Regions from separate parts of the Zea mays genome. Here all the other regions are linked to region 5. The links are chromatin contacts, called in public Hi-C maps. All regions are on one chromosome and are shown on one strand. The core of a region is the stretch at or near the end of the contact, and the rest is flanking DNA. Distances in the headings are between cores, read along the strand shown.

Region 1 (2,706 bases), core at 6-2,505, 280 kb before region 5:
TAACAATTGTATTGCATTGTGTCGAGGTCTCGAATGCATAGTCAACTAAATATACAAACACGACGATATTTAATTTTAATTGACATAGTGTATGTCATTTAAAGTTTTGAATCTGAATTTTTGTTAATACCAAACTAAATTGTTCTAGTTGATCCTTGTTTACATATTGTTTTGTTAGAACTGTAAAACTATAGCTGAGTGCTAATGCGCTTCAACATGCCGTGGTTGATGGTTTATTAACTGGATAGACATCTATGATCATAGATGGCTTGGTTTTGACTTTTGATGGGACCGCTTTAAGGAATTATGGGCCTGTTTGAGACAACTTTTTTGGAAGAACTTTTCTGAGAATATGAATTCTTGGATAATATAGCTGTCACGAGAATCTAGATATCACGAGGCTTCTATGCAGAGCAAGATAAAGGGGCATGCACAATTTAGGGTTTAAGAAGCCATAGATTCCTTGCGTCGCAACGACTCGATAAATTCTACATTTACGCGTTGAATCAAGCGATTTTCACACATAAAAATGATTCTCACATAAACGGACTGAGAAAAGACGACTAGAATTCAACCAGAAGCCAAAACAAACAAGGACCATGTTATGTTATGCTACGTTTTTTTTTGAAAATGCTCTCGGATTATCGTTTGACAGCTTCAAGGACAAATGCACAGAGACCGGGATTGTTTTATCTCGAGGTTATAATAAAATTTCCTTGTATTCGATATTTTATGCTGACGGAGGAACAAGCAACATAGGCCATACGGTAACTATTTGGGAACAGAAAAGACGAGCACACTGGTTTTTCCTACCATAAATAAAAACCATAATAACGCTCACACGTACCGATAACCCGCCGCGGCGCACCGTTTGTTATCTGACGCAGCCACGCCACGCGCGTTCCCTTTTAACACCACGTTCCCACGAAGAACCTACTTGAACCCACTGACATCCGGTCCCACTCTATGGCGGTCCAACAGATCAGTGACCATAGATAAGCCAAAGTCTAGTGTGACCCCTCACCACGGCTGCTGGCGCCACGAGATGACCACAGGTAACCGGTAGGCAGCCAGCCCGCTGCCAGCCTCACCCCACACTCCCACAGGCCACAAGGTCACGAGCCGCTCATTTCAAAACAAAAACGCCTCTCTCACCCTCCTCCGCAGCCCCGCTTCACCTCTCTCCCTCCCCCTCTTCTCCCCCCACCCCTCCCTCCCCCACCAAATCCTCGTTCATTTTTTTCCAAGCGACTTCGCGTGTGAGGGCGGGAGAGCGCGCGGGGCTAGGGTTTCCACGGGTGATGGAAGCAGAGGCTGCCGCGGCGGTAGTGGCGTCGTCCGCATCTGCCTCGGCTTCCGCGGGCCGGTCTCGCCCATCTAGCAGCGCCGCCCAGGTTCGCCTCTCCCCTCCCGCGGTGCTGAGGTTCCGCGTGCGCGGTCGGCGTGTGGTTCTTGTCTTAGGTCGAGGGGGCAATGTCGATCGGATTTGGTGGTCGATGTGGCGGCGATCGGTCGGTTCGGAGTAATTTGAGCAGAGATCTGGTGGCGTCTGTGGGGGTGTCGAGTTGCAGGCGCCGGATTTCGATGCGGAGCTTTGGCTAGCTGCTTTGTTTGTGCTGCTGCGCGTGCGCGCTCCTTTACTGAGGTGTCTGTTTTTGTGGCGGCGGTAGGTGGGGTTGCCGCGGTGTTTTTTTTCCAGGGGGCGACCTGGTTTCGTTTCTGGTTGTTTTCAGAGACGGGACAGTGGACTGGTCAACAGTAGACTGCATTCCATAAAAAAGTTGATGGAATCGGAATAACTACTGTACTTTCAGCCTGGAGCTGGACTCCGAATCTTTTCTGTGAGGTTGTATTGTATCATCTTTTCCAGTGACTTCTATATTGAATTCAGGGAATGTAGCTTCACAGGCTACATCCCTGCTTCGGATTGATTTGCTTTTGAACTCCGAAGAGCTGGACTATATTTTATGGACTTATTCCATTTTCCCGTGGAAGGGATTTCTAGGGGTGCAACCATTGTATACCGTGCGGAGATACTTAACCAGCACAATAAGGAACACTGTAAAAGGAATTGTTTTCATGTTCTTAAACGTTATTTTCTCTACTGTAATATCTTACTCATATCAGAATGCAGAACTAAGTAAGTATTTTTTTTTTGCATATGATTTCATGTAAACAGTGTGCTCATGTAAGATGATGTGAATGTGGATAACCGCTGGCATTATACAAGAATGAAGTTAGTCATGTTTAACTGTTATATGTAAACCTTTGATCTTGAATCGAAACATTCTTGGACTCAAGGAGTAGTATATTTTAAATGCCATTGCCTAAGTTTTGCTCATCTGTTGAATGAATCAAATCAATATGATATATAACTCAGGGATTTCATGTGTATGTGTTCCCTTAAAATGTTTGTTTTTATGCAGTCCATTTGTTTTTTTCCTAGCCTTATCTGCGTCTTGCATGCAAAACAGTCAAGAATAACGTTAGAATTGAGTATCCATTTTTCTCTTGTGAGCTATTTTTATTAATAATATTGGAGCTGTGCAGTGTGCACACAGAGAACCAATCGTTGGGTTCTGATAGTGATATTGATTTTGACCCAGAGCTGTTTGCCATTCAATCATATCAGCTGGCATGTGGATTTGTACTATGCCTGCTGTGATAAATTTACTGCGTATGCTTTTCTTAGGTCACCAGTAATTC
Region 2 (2,700 bases), core at 47-2,546, 380 kb after region 5:
CAGATATAAAACAGACATTGGTTTCATTTTCAGAGGAACTGGAAAATGTTGGCACAAAGAAACCAGTCTGTTATTATACAGTAAAAAGAGCATCAACTGAACTTATACAATTCGAAGTCATGAACCAATCTATACTCCAACTAGAGCTTAACAAGCTACCGCAAAATTAGCCCCCCCGGGTTCACCACTTACTCGCAACCGCAATATCTGAGCAACAAAACCAAAATCACACCCACACCCAGCTTGCAATTGTAAAATCCCAATCTGCATTGCTGTCTTGTTCCTCATTAGTGTCCAACATATCACTGTCCAACTGAGCCACCAATCAATTGGATGGTGATGTAACCCATCTCGCCTACCGCTGGAACCGTGGGACATCAGACATGAGTCAAATTTAGTAACTAGCGGTCAATTACTCGGTTTAGGGATTAGATAGGAAACAACCAAACAGAGAGGAAGAGGAACGACTATTATCCCATAAACTGAAGAAGAAGAAGAAGTGAACTGAGGTTGCTCAGACTCCAATTTAGGGGTGGACGTGGAACTAATTGTGTATACCTTGACGATGACCTCGGGCTCGTACGGCCGGGCGGCGCCCCAGATGATGAGGCAGAAGACGGTGAAGAGGAGGACGAAGGTGAGGAAGCCGAGTATGATCTGGCAGCGGCGGGAGAGGCCGCTATCGCCGGCGAGGTCCTCGTACGGGCCCTCCTCCTCGATGACGTTGCACTCGGGCCACCCCTTGTCGTTGAGCACCTTGCGGTCCCCGGCGGCGCCCTTGCGGAGGTTGCCGGAGAAGCGGCTGACGGAGGAGGAGCGGGAGTGGCGGCCGTAGGAGGGGTGCGACGGCGACTCGTTGGGGCTGTTGTAGACCGGCGTGGGCTGCATCGACGAGGACTTGTAGCCGCCGTCGTGCGACTCCCGCGACGGGCTCTGCACGTAGTAGCCGCCGTTGCCGGCGGCGCCGCCGCCCCGCTTCGGCGACCGAGGCGGCGACGACGCCGCCAGGCTCGTCACGTCCGACTCCGACTTGGCGTGCATCATGTCCGTCCGCTTCCCTCCCACGGTTCCTTCCCTAGCCAAACCAAAACCAAAACCAACAGCAGCACACACGATCAGAGGCAGAACAGCGCCGGCACACGCGGTTTTGGCAGGGGTTGTCCGATCCGATCCAAACACACACGGCTCAGTCGGAAATGGAATGCCTCCGTCGTTCTACACGCACCTGCGCGAAGCGGGCGCGTGTACGAGCGAGCGAGCGAGCAGCGTGAGTGCTAAGTGGTGGACGTGGACTTGGGGCGCAGGGGCAGGGGAGGTGGAGCAGAGGCACAGGCACAGAACTCGCGCTCCTGGGCCTGGATGGCTGGCTGGACAGTGGACACCGCACTGGCAGGCGGCCGCACTAAAAGAGGTGGAGGCGGAGAGCGAGCAGTGACGCACGGAAAGGCCAGGGAACTTCCCTTGGGATCCGCTGCGGCGGGAGACACCGTGGCCAGTAGGGAGCGAAGGCCGCGTGGTGGTGGGACACGGAGCGGGATGGAGCACGGGCACGGCAGCGGGGTGCCGGGTACGTGGGCGACTGGACACTGGAGTGTCGGCAGCGAGTGGGGACGGTGGAGAGGAATGTGTGTGTGGCGCAGGCCACAGGCACAGGGGACCCATGTCTCTCGTCTTGGAGTTTGAGATCGCATTTTTGAAAAGATTTTTGTACGAAAATTTGTTGAATCCCGGGCATGTTTGTCGAATGAGTGCTGCTGGCACGTTGGATTGGATGACTTCTTTCGCTCACTTGCTGTCAAACGGTTTGTGTCGTACGCTCGTCCGGCAGGGTACTAACTACTAATGCCGAGCACGGTTGTCCTGAGCTTTGCAACTCTGTAGGAGGCCTGGTACATCACCCAAAGCACCAAAGTGTCGATTGCCATTCGTTTACACGTAGTAGCTAGTTCATTAACGTCTCATCTTCAATTTTAAACTTTACTTTTATGAAGATTATAAAAAAACATCCCGAGCTCTCTGGAAGACGCGCATCAAAAGTCCAGAGAGAACTGTCATTAACAAGACCTTACAGATCTCTTAATACATCCTTCATTTAGTTGCCCTTATATGTATGAGGGCTAAGTAGCCGTCTTTACGGTCTTGGCGTTTCTGTCAAGTAACGAACGAACATTTCTACACGGATGATTGGCCTGGCCCAGTCAATCAGGCATGGATCCGGACTGGACGGATGGGATTCCTTCTGGTAAAGCTAGCCCATCGGCGTGTGTCGGTCGTGTCAGCTTGTGACTTTGTCGATGGATGCCGTTTTCTTTCTTTCTTTCTTTTCTTTTCGAGCTTTGTCGAGCGTCTTTAATATTAAATCCTCCCTTATGTGATTGCGACTGCCCGCCTCCACAGTCCACACCATTTAAAACGTACTGGATCTTTGCAGAAAGGAGAACAGCACCGACAAAAAAACGCTATATATATTAGAGAAAGTTTACAATAAAACGTTTGTTTGGTTGGTTAGTTGAGAGGAAAACTAACACAAACGTTTCTTTCTTTTCTGTGTTGCGTATTATTCGTTCATCACACCGTCGAAATCCTCTGCAGCCTGTACAAGAGGGGAAAACTAACACAAACCCAAGCATTCAAGCAAGATGTGGACAAAACACAATCGCACATTGACTTTTGGTGGTGCTGAGTCTATTTAACCTCTCT
Region 3 (2,872 bases), core at 364-2,863, 370 kb after region 5:
ATGTTAATACATATAAATACTAGTTAAAACTGTATTTATAGCACCCACTCATAAATTCACCATTTATGACTCACAATAATAGCTATAATTGAATTAATAAGTATTTACGCGTTTAGGATGTATTTAAGGTGTGATAAGTGCGATGTGTTAATGTGTATGTAATGGTGTATGTTTATGTAATGGTGCATGTTTATTTATTGGTGTATGTTTTCTCTTTGTATGGCAACATACGACGTTATTAGAAGCTGATTTTGTGGTAGAGGATTCGAATACGTTCGAGGACGACCCGCAAGACGCTTTTGAGCAAGGCAAGTGGATTCTCCCTCTGCATATTCTTGTTGTACCCACTCATTGCATATAATAAAGTTTACTTTTTGATATACTGCATAATTTGATGGGTTTTACCTAATTAAGGATTTCCTAGATTTACCAACTGTATTCCTTGTTTACCCTGAGAAATTATTAAGCTTTGCAAATTTGTGCTACCGCTCAACTTAATGATTTTAATGTCACTCATTAATTGGTATAATGTTCCAAAATTGAAATTGGCAATTATGACATTAACCCGATGGTTAACGCAACATTATTTCAAATTAATTGGAACATGGAGCGGCCACCCAGGATAACAGTGCAACCACGAGTGCTATCATGGCTCTGGCTTTGGTAATTAGCTTTATATGCTTAGTACCTAGCAACCTTACCTGAAATATGGGCAAGAGGGGGTGCGGTAGGTGTTGGCAGCCCACGTTAACATGAGGATGTATTCTTGGCTAAGGTACCTCACTCAGGGGGCCACCACCATCGTCTTTAGAAACCTTAGTGGGTTGCTTCGTATTAAGTGTATTTTGTGAAAGCCTCATAATGGATCCCTAGCCATTCACCTCGGCAGTGTTTAAGGGTCCGATCAACCCGGGCTAGATGGGATGCATGGCTTGTGGGTAAAGTTGTACCACCTCTGCAGAGTGTAAAACTGATATATCAGCCGTGCTCCCGGTTATGAGCGACCTGGACTCCTCACATGATAATTGAACTTGAAGATGGAATTAAATTGAAATCCGATGATCTGCCAATGATTTGCTTAAGTGATTTCACTTAAGTGTTTTTGTTATATTCATATTCCTTTGATTAAATGAGATACTTGTGATTCACACTTATTAGTAAGACAAATGTTGTTAATAAAATATTGACCAGCTAAAATGCTTACTGCTCAACCTTGGCCTCATCTTGTTATACCTGCATTAATTTTTTCCCCACTTGCTGAGCTCTGACCATAATTGAGCTCACCCTTGCTAATATTTTGATCAAAGGGTGATGCTGGAGACTTTGATGGAGATTTTGACGACAATGAATTCTAAGTCTAACGATACGCCGGTCATCTTCCTGTGGGAGATTGTCCCTGTTATTTAAATTTCGCTTTACTTTGATGTGATACTTGTTAAAGATACAATGTTTCAGATAATGTAATAAAGTATTCTAATCTCTTTACACCTTTATTACATTGTCTTTTGATATATTACACTTGTGACGTCAATATATGTGTAAAATGGATCATGACACATATGTATGCCCTCGTTATACCCCTAGAACCGGCTGTGACAAGACTTCCAGGCTTCCAGCCATCCCTTCTACGCTCTCCCCGTTCCCGTGTCGTCCTCCCGACAAAGAGGGAGCCGCTAGGGTTTAGCGGCTTCCGCGTCTGGGCGAGGGCTTACCCGCGAGGGACGGCGCGACGCGGCGGCACTTGAGCTAGGGTTTAACCCTCCGATCCCGTTCCTTTCCCGGCGAGGCGATGGACGAGGCGGCGATTGACGACTTGATCCGGCGGCTCCTCGAGGCCCGCGGCGGGCGCACCCCGCGCAACGCGCAGGTGACTGACGCCGAGATCCGGCGCCTCTGCGCCACCGCCAAGGACGTTTTCCTCTCCCAGCCCAACCTCCTGGAGCTCGAGGCCCCCATTAAGATATGCGGTAAGAGCTCCCTCCCGACAACCCTGGTATGCGACTAAGCGTGCTAGCCTGTTAGGTCTGCTAGCCTGTTAGGCTGATATTTACCATATTTTCTCTCTATCCTTAGTGTAGTCTGTTAAAAATCATTGGGAGAACTGCAAGAACACATCTCTAGTCATTTTGGAATTTGAAATTTGGAGTCTGCCATACAATTTATTTATTTATAGCATTTACATCCAGAAGAGCCTGCTCCTCGCTGTGGCATTCTGGTCTCTGTCTACAAAGTTCATTATAACAAAAGCAAGTTGGACATATGTTATATATTGTCATATTTTCATATGACATTATATCATGCTAAACTGCTCAAGGTTGCAGATTAGAGAGAAAAGTGAGCTTGAGTGGCAGGAAAAAGTATTCTTTGAAACTTTAATCACTAACTTGCAGGCTAGTATGTTGGTGGTTATCTCATGAGCATTTTGTGGTTGCCCAATAAAAGTAAAGTGGCGAAGAAAATACATATCAGGGAGACTGATTCGAAGGAAAAAAATTTGTGGTAGTGTGAATAACTTAATTTGTTGTGTTCACATAGTTTGTCTATTTTTATTGGTCACATAGAGGAACTATCCCTTGACACAGATAACCATGACATATTGTGTAGATCTATACTTTCTGCAGCGTAGCATCCTTTCATAACACAATTGCTAAAAATGGCTTACCTTGCCAAGTCAACAAGTATTCATAATGTTTGGTTCAAGATGAAATTGTGTGAGTGCTATGCTATTTACCCTCTGTACTAGACATAAATGTGTCGAAACTCAATGGGAGGGTCATCACCCCTAGTCAGTAATCATGTTGCATGTTTAATATTTGCCAACCATGTGGAACTATTTTGTCTTGTGAAACTTGTGCTAAGTTCTGTTAACACC
Region 4 (2,700 bases), core at 12-2,511, 370 kb before region 5:
TGTTTTTGGTGCTAGTCTACTTCGATGTGGGCTTATTACTCTTCCCCCAGTGCTGAATACAGACTCAGATGCAACAGTTGTGACTGGAATTGCCATGATATCTCGAGCAATCTTTCTCAAAGTGGGGTACTTGATCCCTGCATATTGCCACCAATTAATTATGTCTAGCTCTTGAGTTCTTGGCAGTGTTGGCTCCTCCAAATATAAATCCAACTCAGTGCGCACAAAAGATGAACAATCAGGTTCTTCCGACAAGAATTTATCAAAGATTCCAAACATCAAGTCATCTCCTTCGTTGGGGGCCCTACAGCCCCTACTAGATGCACCTACAGCATCTGTTGTTGCCATGCCCTCCATAGATTCTTGATATTCTAACACCAACTCATACAACAAATTTTTGACTCTACACACTTCATCGTCTGTAGTTGGACTTTCTTCCCCATAAATGGTGCTATAAAAAGCTTTCATGAACTTCAATTTGTACCTAGGATCTAAAACAGTGGCTACTTCCATAAGCCCATGTACATCTGTCCAATACTTCTTAAACTTATCTTTCATCAAGACAGACATCTCTTCTACCTTTGGAATGGCACTAGTTCTCCATTTATCAATGGCCAAATAAATTCCACAAATTTTGGGGAAAAAAAGATTAGCTGTTACATAACTAGTGCCTGACAATAGCTCAGTTGCATCAAAAAATATTTTCAGCCTACCACAAAGCTCCCTAGCAAACTCCCAATCATCTGTTGTTGGCTTAAAATGAGCACAAAGCTTCTCTTTACTTGCAAGTCGATCAAAAACTGATTGGTATTCTAATGCAATGCTAAGCATAACGTAGGTTGAATTCCATCTTGTCTTACAATCTAGAGTTATCCTTCTACCATATTTAATATTCATTTGATTTGCTGTCCGTTCAAAACGTTCATGCCTTTTTGGCGTGGCACACCAAAACCCAACACTATCACGTATTCTTTCAACACCCTTTTCCATAACAGTCATGCCATCTTTCACGATGAGATGACCACGCAAGTGATTAGTACCGGCTCTACTATCTCCAACTAGTAGCTTTTTACACCAAGTGCATTCAGCTTTCATTTTACCCCCAACTGTTACTTGTTCAAATTCAAGCCACACATCAGATTTCAGCTTCCTTTTGCATCCAACTTGTACATTATCATCATCATCATTTACGACCACATGTTCTGTACCTTCTGATGGTGGAGCTTGAACACTTGAAGATGGCATTTCATTTGCAGCAGCACTCGTCGGTGTAGCTGCACTTGAGGAACCTCCTGCAACCACAGCACTGCTCTTTGTGGGAACTTGACGACTGCTCCTGCTCGGCCTCGAAGCACCTTGGTCAGACATCAGACTCTGCAATTTACAAATTAGAGCTGCTCAAGTCAAGCTGTGCAAGGGCCAAGGGACATGCTCACGGCTCACCTCACCTACAAGGATAGGAACCTCGTACGTGGTGGGAGCAGGCTGCGCCGCTGGCCGCTGCAGTCGGACTCCGGTGGTCCTGGGGAGTGCCGGAGTGGGGAGTGCCGGTCCTAGATAGTGGAGACTTGGACTCCTGGCTTGGCCTCGGACGCTCGGTGGCTCCTAGGGATGCGTCCTCCTCCGGTGGTCCTGGGGATCCGGCAGGAGCAGGATGCGGCGGCCCTGGGGATGCGTCCTCCGGTGGTGGTGACGGCGGAGGGGGTGGCCGGGGTGGGGCGGGCAGCGGCGGGCGGATCTATCGTGGCCGCGGCCGCCTGGAGCCCTGGACGCCTGGTGCAGTGGTGCTAGCCTGCTAATCTGCTATGGCGGCCGGTTGGGGACTTGGGGTTGAGGGATTTGGGTTTTTCTCAGGGCCCACTGGAATACAAACTGGATGCGCACGGGACTTGGGCGGGTGGCCGGCTGCAACTCTGCGCTTCGGGCGTAGCTCCGGGTTCCGGGTGACCCGCGGGCGAAAATCAAAACCCGCACCCGCACCCGTAATGCTTCGGGTCGGGTTTGGGTCTAACCCGTGGGTGGATTTTTACACCCGAACCCGAACCTGACGGGTGCAAAACCCGACGGGGCCCGAACCCGCGGGTGAAATTGCCATCCCTACCTCGTGGGCGCTGCTTGGCTTGCTACTGGTCTGCGTGTATCTCTTCTCTTTCCCTCTTTCTCTTGCGCCTATGAGCGGTGGGGGTATATAAATAGTTGGGATTAGGCGAACGGCCAGGTGGGGATTAGGCGTGGGGGCGTGACTGGGTGGGTGGGATGGCGATTAGGGCGTGTGCGTGGCGGGATTTTTCGCGGGCGCGAGTCGGTGCGCACGGCTGTGGGCTGCCTGGTGTGTGGCGACAGGGACGGCCGGCGCTTGCGCGCTGTGAGTGTGTGACGGTGACTATGAGCTTATCGCCAGGGAGTTTTTAGCAGAGTAAACTAGTCGCTCGTTAGGTTTTGGTGTGACAGGTGCGGTCATTAGTGCGCTCGATATAATTGATGGTCGGTGCGCACTGGGAACGCCGTGATGCAACATGGAATCTTGATATGGCACGCTCAGTTCTGTCTGAACGCCGCAAAAGCTACGAGGGGTGGACATGTACAGGTACAGCGACAAACGATGGCAACGCAAGTAGGCGTCGATGCCAGCTTTACGTTACGTGCACGGTGCACCGCATCTGGCTGGCCCCGCCGCGGCGGCGGCGGCGGTAACGAGTG
Region 5 (2,700 bases), core at 100-2,599:
GTCTATTATGATTGGAATGAGGATGCGGCCGGCGGCGCCGTCGGTGGCGGTGGTGGGGCAGGCCAGGCCAGGCCATGTTTTCACTTGACGCGGCGGCAGAGGGTGACGCCGTCGCCGACGGGGAGCTGGCAGATCTCGACGCGGTCGTCGGCGGCGAGCGCCTTGTTGAGGACGAGCACGAAGTCGCGGTAGAAGCGGATGTACTTGCGCATGGGCGCGTCGTCGGGGAGCACGACGGAGCCGTTCCACAGCGTGTTGTCGTAGCCGATGAGGCCGCCCAGCTTCACCAGCTTCAGCAGCCGCTCGTGGTAGTTGAGGTAGTTGTCCTTGTCGGCGTCCACGAAGACGAAGTCGAACGACCCGTGGTTCTTCTCCTGCGCAGATGCAGACAGACACGGGTCCGAGATGTCATGTCAACTTCTACTCGATCGATATAGGCGAAGAAGCACAGATCTGGCGGCCTGGCCATTTCGTACCTCCGCGATGAGGTCGTCGAGGACGGGGAGCGCGGGACCCTCGCGGAAGTCGATCTTGTGGGCGACGCCGGCCTTCTCGATGCAGGGCAGGCCCAGCTCGTAGTTCTCGCGGTTGATGTCCATGGCCAAGATCTGCGGGGCGGGACGAACAACAAAGAGAGGGAGAGAGAAATCCTTGGTTTATCAGTGGGAGGACCGCTAGCTGCTTCGCCTTCAGGGAGGTGGGGTGGCAGATCTGAGAAAAGGGAGGGAACAACGACGGACCGTGCCGTCCTCCGGGAGGGCGAGCGCCGTGGCGAGGAGGGAGTAGCCGGTGTAGACGCCGATCTCCATGGTCTTCTTGGCGCCGATGAGCTTGATGAGCATGTTCAGGAACTGCCCCTCGTCGGCGGAGGTCGTCATCAGGTTCCTGCACGCCATTTTTTCAGATCTCGATCTGTCCAGCAGCTAGGTCGCCGCCGAGAGATCGGCCCGGGAAAGCGGAACATACCATGGGTGCTTGGCGGTGATCTCGCGGAGCTCCTTCATGCTCTCCGGCTCCCGCGGGTACACGCTCGTGTCCAGGATGTACTGGTGGAAGTGATTCTTCCCCCGGTCAGATTCGAGTCACGGAAGATAAGATCTAGAGCGCGAGGCCGGAAATGGGCAGGCAGGATCGGAGTGTTTACCTGGTAGAGGTCGTCGCTCTTGAGCAGGCTCTTGTGGCCGACCTCGGAGTGCCGCGTCTTCTGCTCGCCGTTGCCGTTGGCCTGCTGCTCCTGCGCCGGCGCCGCCTCGGTCGCCGTGGTGGCCATTGCGTGCAGTGTAGTTAGCTGAACGAACGAGTCCCTCCTGGAGATCTGGGGTGCGGCAATAGAACTAGCTAGCGCGTCGGGTACTCGGGTATTGCTGGATTGACCGACCTTGCCTGCCGGGGCGGCTTATATAACGCGCGGCGGCAAGGCGAAGGCGAAGATGAGCCATGTGAGAGCTTGGCATCCACTGCCAAGTAGGCCAACGCGACGGCCAATGTGACGCTACTCAAATATGGCCAACGTGAAGGTGAAGAAGCAGTCGGTCGTGCGAGCGACGGGGTCCGGGCCCGGCGCGTCAGCGGACGGACACGGTCGGTGTGGGTGTGGCCCTGTGGGTTGGTTGGTGTGGTTAGGCTTGCCGGACCCGGGCATAGGTGCGCCGTGCCAGTGCGCAGCGGTAGGCTGGCCACTGGTCTGATGACCTGATCCGTGCGTTTGGTGAAGAGGCCTTCAGCCTCCCGTTCCCGTTTGCCCGGTGGCCATGGTGCCCAGCGAGCGTGGCCGTGGTTGACGAGTGTGGGGAGAGGGGTTGGTGGGTGTGGATTGTGGGAAGAACAGCGCGCGCGGCTGACTCTGACCGACCTGGCAGAGTGCTGGGCCCTGCCCGGCCGCGGCGGGTTGCTTCCTACGGAGACCAAACCGGCCACCGGGGACGTGTTGTTGGTGGCCAATTGGTGCCTGCCGCGGCTCGCTGGGGACGGACCCACCCACCAACCCACTCTTGCTTTCCGATTTCCGTGCATCAATCATCATCCGTCCGGTTGTTCGGGTCGTGGGAAATCTCTCCTATAATAAAACCAGTTTCCATCTAAAAAATATTTTTTTCTTTTATATTTATTAGTTAATCTGTGCTGACTAGAGTTAAAAGTCACACTATGCCGCATGGGCACGGTTTAGTCCATTTTTAGGCCTAACACGACATAGAATAATTTTAGATTAGGACATACCGTGCTCAAATATCAAAAGTTAGGTAGGGTCCACCTTAAAGCATGGTAGACCGATGTTCTTGCCGTACCGGCCCAACCATGATATAAGGCACATCACAACACTCAAGATTTCCGTACCACGGAGAAGCTCATCAATAGGAACTCAGAACAAGCAACCATTAACTCAACTAGAGCAAGTAACCCTTTTTCCCAACTAAGTAATTTATCCTTTTTCTTCAGCTGATTGAAACTCTCTTGACAAGCATGTGTCCACTTGAACTCTTTTCACTTCTCCAATAGTGTGGTCATAGGCTTGGCTATCTTGGAGAATCCCTCAATAAAACGCCGGTAATAACCCGCGAGTCCTAGAAAACTCTGGATTTCAGTGACTGAGCTCGGTATCTTCCATCCTATTATCTCCCTCACTTTAGCCGGATCCACTGATATTCCACCATTGGAGATAATATGCCCAAGGAATGGTACCTCATCAAGCCAGAACTCACA

What was found. A called contact is a pair of places that touch in the nucleus more often than the background predicts.
Region 1: a Hi-C map of leaf shows a contact between it and region 5, with 3 times the contacts expected there. The contact joins the promoter of LOC541954 here to the promoter of LOC107282093 in region 5. A contact is called at or near these places in 7 of 25 Hi-C or Micro-C datasets (bundle sheath, ear, endosperm and 2 more).
Region 2: a Hi-C map of endosperm shows a contact between it and region 5, with 2.4 times the contacts expected there. The contact joins the promoter of LOC100282984 here to the promoter of LOC107282093 in region 5. A contact is called at or near these places in 3 of 25 Hi-C or Micro-C datasets (bundle sheath, endosperm and leaf) and 1 of 3 datasets of contacts at active chromatin or transcription factors (leaf).
Region 3: a contact with region 5 is called in a Hi-C map of ear, with 2.6 times the contacts expected there. The contact joins the promoter of LOC100191199 here to the promoter of LOC107282093 in region 5. A contact is called at or near these places in 5 of 25 Hi-C or Micro-C datasets (ear, leaf and tassel) and 1 of 3 datasets of contacts at active chromatin or transcription factors (leaf).
Region 4: a Hi-C map of bundle sheath shows a contact between it and region 5, with 4 times the contacts expected there. The contact joins the promoter of LOC103629531 here to the promoter of LOC107282093 in region 5. A contact is called at or near these places in 2 of 25 Hi-C or Micro-C datasets (bundle sheath and endosperm).

The regions. Positions count from the first base shown.
Region 1 is chr6:89,027,789-89,030,494 of Zm-B73-REFERENCE-NAM-5.0, reverse strand. It overlaps LOC541954 (enhancer of zeste 1), which reads left to right and starts at 1,255. Exons shown (of 16, transcript NM_001111608.2): 1 at 1,255-1,394; 2 at 2,693-2,706. The coding sequence starts at 1,302.
Region 2 is chr6:88,363,297-88,365,996 of Zm-B73-REFERENCE-NAM-5.0, reverse strand. LOC100282984 reads right to left here and starts at 1,296. Exons shown (of 4, transcript NM_001155888.1): 1 at 1,226-1,296; 2 at 559-1,075. The coding sequence starts at 1,044.
Region 3 is chr6:88,380,849-88,383,720 of Zm-B73-REFERENCE-NAM-5.0, reverse strand. LOC100191199 (putative serine/threonine protein phosphatase superfamily protein) reads left to right here and starts at 1,613. Exons shown (of 3, transcript NM_001136634.1): 1 at 1,613-1,967. The coding sequence starts at 1,790.
Region 4 is chr6:89,114,282-89,116,981 of Zm-B73-REFERENCE-NAM-5.0, reverse strand. LOC103629531 (ethylene-responsive transcription factor RAP2-9) reads right to left here and starts at 1,261. Exons shown (of 3, transcript XM_008650628.4): 1 at 1-1,261. LOC118472198 (a long non-coding RNA gene) reads left to right here. Exons shown (of 2, transcript XR_004850207.1): 2 at 1,257-2,700.
Region 5 is chr6:88,747,237-88,749,936 of Zm-B73-REFERENCE-NAM-5.0, reverse strand. LOC107282093 (Caffeoyl-CoA O-methyltransferase1) reads right to left here and starts at 1,349. Exons shown (of 5, transcript NM_001320647.1): 1 at 1,145-1,349; 2 at 967-1,046; 3 at 741-885; 4 at 477-608; 5 at 1-374. The coding sequence starts at 1,270. The coding sequence ends at 81.